Linked DNA regions of Mus musculus: region 1 is linked to region 2. Evidence: chromatin contacts called from public HiCAR-type data. All regions are on one chromosome and are shown on one strand. The core of a region is the stretch at or near the end of the contact, and the rest is flanking DNA. Distances in the headings are between cores, read along the strand shown. Region 1 holds the start of 4930412O13Rik (RIKEN cDNA 4930412O13 gene). Region 2 holds the start of Celf2 (CUGBP, Elav-like family member 2).

Evidence for each region. HiCAR-type assays count read pairs that join an accessible place to other places.
Region 1: a HiCAR-type map of astrocytes shows a contact between it and region 2, with 4 times the contacts expected there. The contact joins the promoter of 4930412O13Rik here to the promoter of Celf2 in region 2. A contact is called at or near these places in 3 of 39 promoter capture datasets (cranial neural crest, embryonic stem cells and pre-B cells) and 2 of 115 datasets of contacts at active chromatin or transcription factors (astrocytes and embryonic stem cells).

The regions. Positions count from the first base shown.
Region 1 is chr2:9,879,797-9,882,728 of GRCm38.p6, reverse strand. It overlaps 4930412O13Rik (RIKEN cDNA 4930412O13 gene), which reads right to left and starts at 1,483. Exons shown (of 5, transcript NR_024257.1): 1 at 1,050-1,483; 2 at 788-963; 3 at 1-186. It also overlaps a transcript of Gata3 not described here.
Region 2 is chr2:6,883,650-6,886,648 of GRCm38.p6, reverse strand. It overlaps Celf2 (CUGBP, Elav-like family member 2), which reads left to right and starts at 1,653. Exons shown (of 14, transcript NM_001110228.1): 1 at 1,653-1,797. The coding sequence starts at 1,691.

The DNA.
Region 1 (2,932 bases), core at 234-2,733, 3.0 Mb before region 2:
GGGTCCCGGGCTGTGAATTTAATTTCTGGCCTTCGGTGCTGCTCTGCTTTCTCCCCGACCTCCCAGCCCTTCAGGTTCCGGGCTTCACTTCAGTCGGTAACCGCGCCATCAGATCCGCCCAGGCCGGCGCCTTGGCTCCGGGAGGAGGGACAAGGCAGCACGCCCCGCTCCGCTTCGTTTTCCAGCCTGCAAACATTTGCTGCCTCTAGGAGAATCCTACTATTCCGCTTGCGCTCGGCGTGCAAAGTCCCTAAGTAAACACGCTCAAATGACAGCCCTAGGCATTCCGAGGCACGCTTTCTACCCCTGCCCAGGATTAGTAACTATAGTACTTCGACCCCCGGGGTTTGGCTTTGCAGGTCACTCTCTGGAGGGCTGCGCTCAACAACCCCCCCACCCCCGCGACCCCCAAAGTAGCATCTTTTCGCATCTCGGCCCCGCGGAGCTCGCCTGGTCTCTCTCGGAGTCAGGTTCGGGTTGTTGACTCTGGGTGGATTTCTACCTTCTGGGTCCATGGCCCCAAGTGATGAGGCCCAATCACTCGCTAAACCTTTTTTTTCAATCAGGGCTTCCAAATTCTGAAGGGGACCGGTTGTGTCTACTTCTAGAGGGATGGGGTCGCCCTAGTGAAGGCGAGTGGGAGGGACCTGAGGATGGGCAAGTGTGTGTGTGTGTGTGTGTGTGTGTGTGTGTGTGTGTGTAGGGGGGTGAGGGGTGTCTCAGCTTACTCCACGCATAGAGTAAGTCAGATCCATTTCTTACCCTTTCCCCAAGAGGGCACACATACCCTGCTCAACTTGACGCCTCCAGCAGCAGCCTCAAGGCCTGGGTTTTCAGATAGGCCAAATTGACTCCGGCTATCCAAGTACAACAGCCCCAGATCCCGGTTCTAGCTGAGCCTTTGCCTGCTCCGCTCCAGATGCTGAGTCCCCAGGGAACCGTAGCGTTCGTCAGCCCCTTACCCTATAGAGAGAGGCCTCATGAACTGCAGGAGCCAAAGACTCCAGGCAGCAGCGGCAACAGCATTCTCCTTGATGGCTTTCTCTTGCCTTTCCCCCAGCTCCGCCAGATGCTCCAGGGGAAGAAGGGGAATGCGGTACACCGAGCCAGACCCGGTGTGCCTTGGGGTTGTGGTGGTGGTGGCACCCCAGGTCTTTAAGGGGGCACCCAGACGTCCCTTAACGAGGCCCGGATCAGCTTTGTAGCTCTCTGGAACTGAAGGATTGGGACCACCTTTCCCTCCGGCCTCAAGCCCCCTCCCCTCCCCCACCACCCGCCAAGGGAAGAGGAAGCCCGGCCTGCATTTGCGAGCAAGGCGGGTCAGACCGGCGCCTGTCCTGGCCCAGACCCCCGGAGTCCAGCTCTCCGCCTCAGGCCACGCGCCGCAGCCTCTCCGGACTCGATCCCTTCCCCCTTCTTCCCGGTGGGTCTCGGAGCCGACCTCGGCCCTCCCTCTCCGGTATCCCCCTCCTCTCTTTTTCCCTCCCCCTCCCCTGCTCTGTGTTTCTGACTCTGGGGCCGGCCCGTGACGTCAAACCCAGTGTGGCGTCGGCGAGACTGGCCGGCGCGGGCCATCAAAAGAGCAACGTCCTCTTTCCCAATTACCCACTGTCAGTCCGGGAACAGGGGCGGACCGGCTGGGAATTACATGTTAAATACCCCCTACAGGCTGGATCCAGTGCCCGGGGCGCCTAGCCTCAGGCCCCCTACCCCTCTCTGCCAACCCTAAACTACCTCAGACCTGGAGGGGCCTATTAGATATTTTGTTTTTCCAAGGGAGGGGAGTGTCTTTGCATCCAGTCTAGCTCCTCTGGTGATTGAATTAAGACGAATAATCCTCTCCATCCCCACTACTACATCTATTAGAGAGGCGCCCCTACTAGGGAAGCCATCCTTTTCAGAAGTATATTCTTTTTCAGTCTTTAAAAATACGTTCTAAGCCGTATAGACTAACATGTTCAGTTCTTGGCGTCAGCAGCTTTCTTTCTTGTCTCCAGAAGGATTTCTTTTGCGCATTAAAAAAATTATTATTATTATCATCTACATCTCGGTGCCCGGGACCAAAGAGATATGCTTACTCGAGACTTTTCTCGAAGCTGTGAACTAGGGACTGGCTGACTGATGCCTTATACAACTCATGAGTGATACAGCAATAGTATTTTTCCCTTTTAAACTCTCATTCTAGATCTTAATCCCGGGCCTTTTAGCAAAAATGTGTGTGCGGTCTTCTCTGCTTGTTTATGGAATGGTTTCCGGTGAATGTTAGACAGCAACTAAATAATTAAAAGGTTTTGAGAGCGCCGTGAGCTGGAAGAGATGCTGGCAGCTTGATTGGCCCAGGAGAGATGGGTTGGTCAAAGAGTGAAAGTAAAAAAATCGATATTCTAAGACTGGGCCGCCCTCATAAACGTGGGACCAAGGGGTGCAGGGTGAACTCAGAAGGGAGGGAAGACTCGTTTTTAAAAAAAAGGTATCTTCGTAATTTGTATTTAGAAATTCAGCCTTGATTTCAGTCAAAGATCAGATGTAAAAGGGGGGGGGGTGTCAGGAGAAGCTCCAAACCCAAGCCCGCAGGGCACATTTCTAAATAAATTTTGTCTTCTTCAAGGGTTGTATTGTAAAAAGAACGCACCTTCCCTCTCCCCGCACTCCACTGGCTTCAAGGTAGATATTGATGGCTTTTCTCCACAGTAGAATAGAAGAAGTTACTTGGAACTTTTAAGAAAGGGCTTGTCGGGAATCCAAGTTTTGAATAAGTGGGAAATATTATGGGGTAAAGAAATGAAGAGGGGATGACGCCTTCAGTTCCAGTAACCCTCTAAAGCCAAGCTCTCTGCCCTGGAGGGTGGAATGGGAACACCTCTTACACTGCCCTGGGGTGCACCCGAAGTCTCTTTCGGACCTTGCTCATCCGGGCAGTGTTTTCTGGACC
Region 2 (2,999 bases), core at 404-2,903:
ATGTTGCATTTCATACAGTAGCCTTCCCTGGCAAGGTCATTCCTTCTCATATGTTCACTTGGTGATTTTCATATCGTGTAATGAAGCAAAGACCTGGGATGATGGAGTTGTCCTTAAGATGAGGCTCTTGTTTTGGGACTTGATCTTTGTCAAGTGGTTTGCCATGTCTTAGTGATGTGTAGAAATGGGAATGGCAGTTGTCTATCCTTTCTTTGTTTCCATAGTCTAGGATGCACCAGTCAGGAATGTTGTGTAGCAGAGCCTGAGGAACTCTTCCCTCTACACTCTCCCCAGATCTCCCGACTGTGGATAAGACCAAGTTCAAAAGTCAGAGATCTTACAAGATACTGGGTATATTATTTAAGGTCCTCAAATATGGGGGAGAACAAAACCCACCATCATTTTCTTCACTCTTAGTCCCGGTTATATTTCAAGTCCAGAATTTTACTAGGAAAGATACACTTTGTGCCGATATAGGATGGGGTGAGCATTCAGGATTCACACCAGTCTTTGTTGACTCAGGTCTGTTTTGAAATGTTCTAGGTTATTCCATAGAAAGTGAGGGTTTTCCCAACTTCCAAGGTCAGTGTGCATCCCCTGGAGTGACGTCCGAACTTGCCCTTTTGGATGACTATGTGTGCAGTCCATAGAGTTCTCTCTCTCTCTCTCTCTCTCTCTCTCTCTCTCTCTCTCTCTCTCTCTGTGTGTGTGTGTGTGTGTGTGTGTGTGTGTGTGTGTGTGTGTGCTTAACTTACTGTTTGACTTCCTAGTTATTTATGGAATGATTCCTACTCAAAGAAACAGAAAGGGGAATGTGTATTTTCTCTGGTCCACTTTATGTTCAAAGGCTCAAGAATATAGTGAAGCAGAGTAGCAAATTTTCTTGTTTTGGGGAAAAAAAGCCACTCATTAGCCTTTCAGGAATGAAGCTGCTGTATCTGTCAATTACGCATTCAGTGCGACCAAACAATCTTTGTGTTGCCTGCTGGCTTTGATGCCTGGATTCTGGTGAATGAAGCTCTTAATTTATAAGAACTCTGGCATACAGAGAGTTAAAACACTTCCCAGTTTCTTAGCCTCTGTTCTCTGCATCTATGGTCCAGGGTGAGGCTGAGGGTCTTGACCTTGTCACTCTTTCTAAGGACAAGAGGAGAGGAACAGATGAATCCAACTGTGAATGCAGTGTCCCAGAAAAGAGAGGCAAAAATCCTTTTGAGCACACTGACCTGTTCAAATCTCAGTCCTCTGGGATGCTCTGCTGATAGTTGATAGTGAACTGTGCTGTGAGATTGGTTTTGCTAACATACACACACACACACACACACACACACACACACACACACACACACACATATATATATATATGAAATCACATGTCACTGAGTTGCTTAAAATCTTCCCAGTTTTTAAGATGGTAATTAGGAGATCCAATGCCAGGCTTGAGTGCATGCAAACAAGCTCTCTCTAGAAGACACAGCACACCAGTGCAAAAACATGCCTAGATAACATAACTTGTCGGAGAGGATTATTTCTTCCCAGTGAGTCTGCAGGAGCCCTTTTCTGTACTATTCAGCATTTGAGAGGAGAGAGGGAGAGAGAGAGAGAGAGAGAGAGAGAGAGAGAGAGAGAGAGAGAGAGAGAGAGAGAGAGAGGAGAGGGGGCGCATTAGTGAATAGCGACTGTGGCATTGATGTTTGAGCGCACTTCTGAACTGGCTTTTGTTGAGACTATCAGTGTAGAAAGCATGCGCTGTCCCAAATCCGCTGTTACTATGAGAAATGAGGAGCTGCTTTTAAGGTATGTTGTTGGGTCCTTTGTTTTTAACATAGGCTTTTCTAGTTTTGAGAGCTGGTGGAGACGCCAATCTTGCCCTGAATCAAGCAGCTTCCTTATCTTAGAAGAGAAAGAGAGAGAAAAAAGAATCTAAACAGAGAGAGGGAAATGAAATTGAGACCAAGAGATTGGGAGGGAGAGCGAGCAAGCCAGGGAGAGAAAGGAGAAGGACTGCTGTGAGGGAGTTGTGTGTGTACTAGTTGTCTTTTGAAAGCAGACCATGCATTTGCTCCCCGCTACCTATGAGCAGCCAGTGGATGTTTTAAGGGTTCCGAATCTGGCTGTTGGTTCGTCTTTTCCTTTGCAATGTCTAAGCCTCTTTCATTATTATGCACTCTGCATGGAATAATCATCGAAAAAGGAGCTGAGGAGACTCCATATTAGACTTGCGTTCCAAATACCACTCTAATCTGGACTTAGACACCTAAATAGTCCTCTCGTGTTATCAGGTTTGGATCACTTTATCCTGCTTGCCAAAATGTGTACCTGTTTGGAGACCTCTGTTCATGCATGGCGTCCTGGGTCCTCTTGTGCGGGAAAGCAGATACCTGCTTCCTGCATGGGTGGTGGGGTTCTATCATAGACCGAGAAGGAGACACAGCTGACCTTTTGGGAAGCGGAGAGAGAATTATGATAGAATTGGCATCCTGCTTTTAAAAATGCAGTCTTTTGTTTATTTGCTAGCAGACATTGTAGCACTGAATACATCTTTGGGTCTGACAATGGGACCGGTGGAACAATGGAGCTGTCAAACTAGCTTAATGCATGTCTGGGGCTGGTTTTCTGTTTGTTTGTTTTTTTTTTCCAGCACCCCCTTTTATCTCCTATAATCTTGTTGTGTGGACTATCAGAGGGAAGCTTTGGGTCTGCTTATTTGTGGTTTTATGCTTTTAAAAATTTATTATCTGCCGTTCTCAGAGCTTTTTGCATTTTGCAGTTATGTTGGCTGGATTAAGTTAGAGATTTATGGCTTGCCTCTCTGTTAACTACAGAAAGAAAACTTATTGATTGAGGATGCTTGTAATACTATTATCATTGTGGCAAATGCCTTGTTGATCAGACCTGCTTCTACAGTATTTACCGCCGAGGATTTTAAATGCTCCCTTTTTTTGGACCTAGGGAATGTAGCATAAAAGAGAAGTTAAGAAGGACATACTTAATGCTCA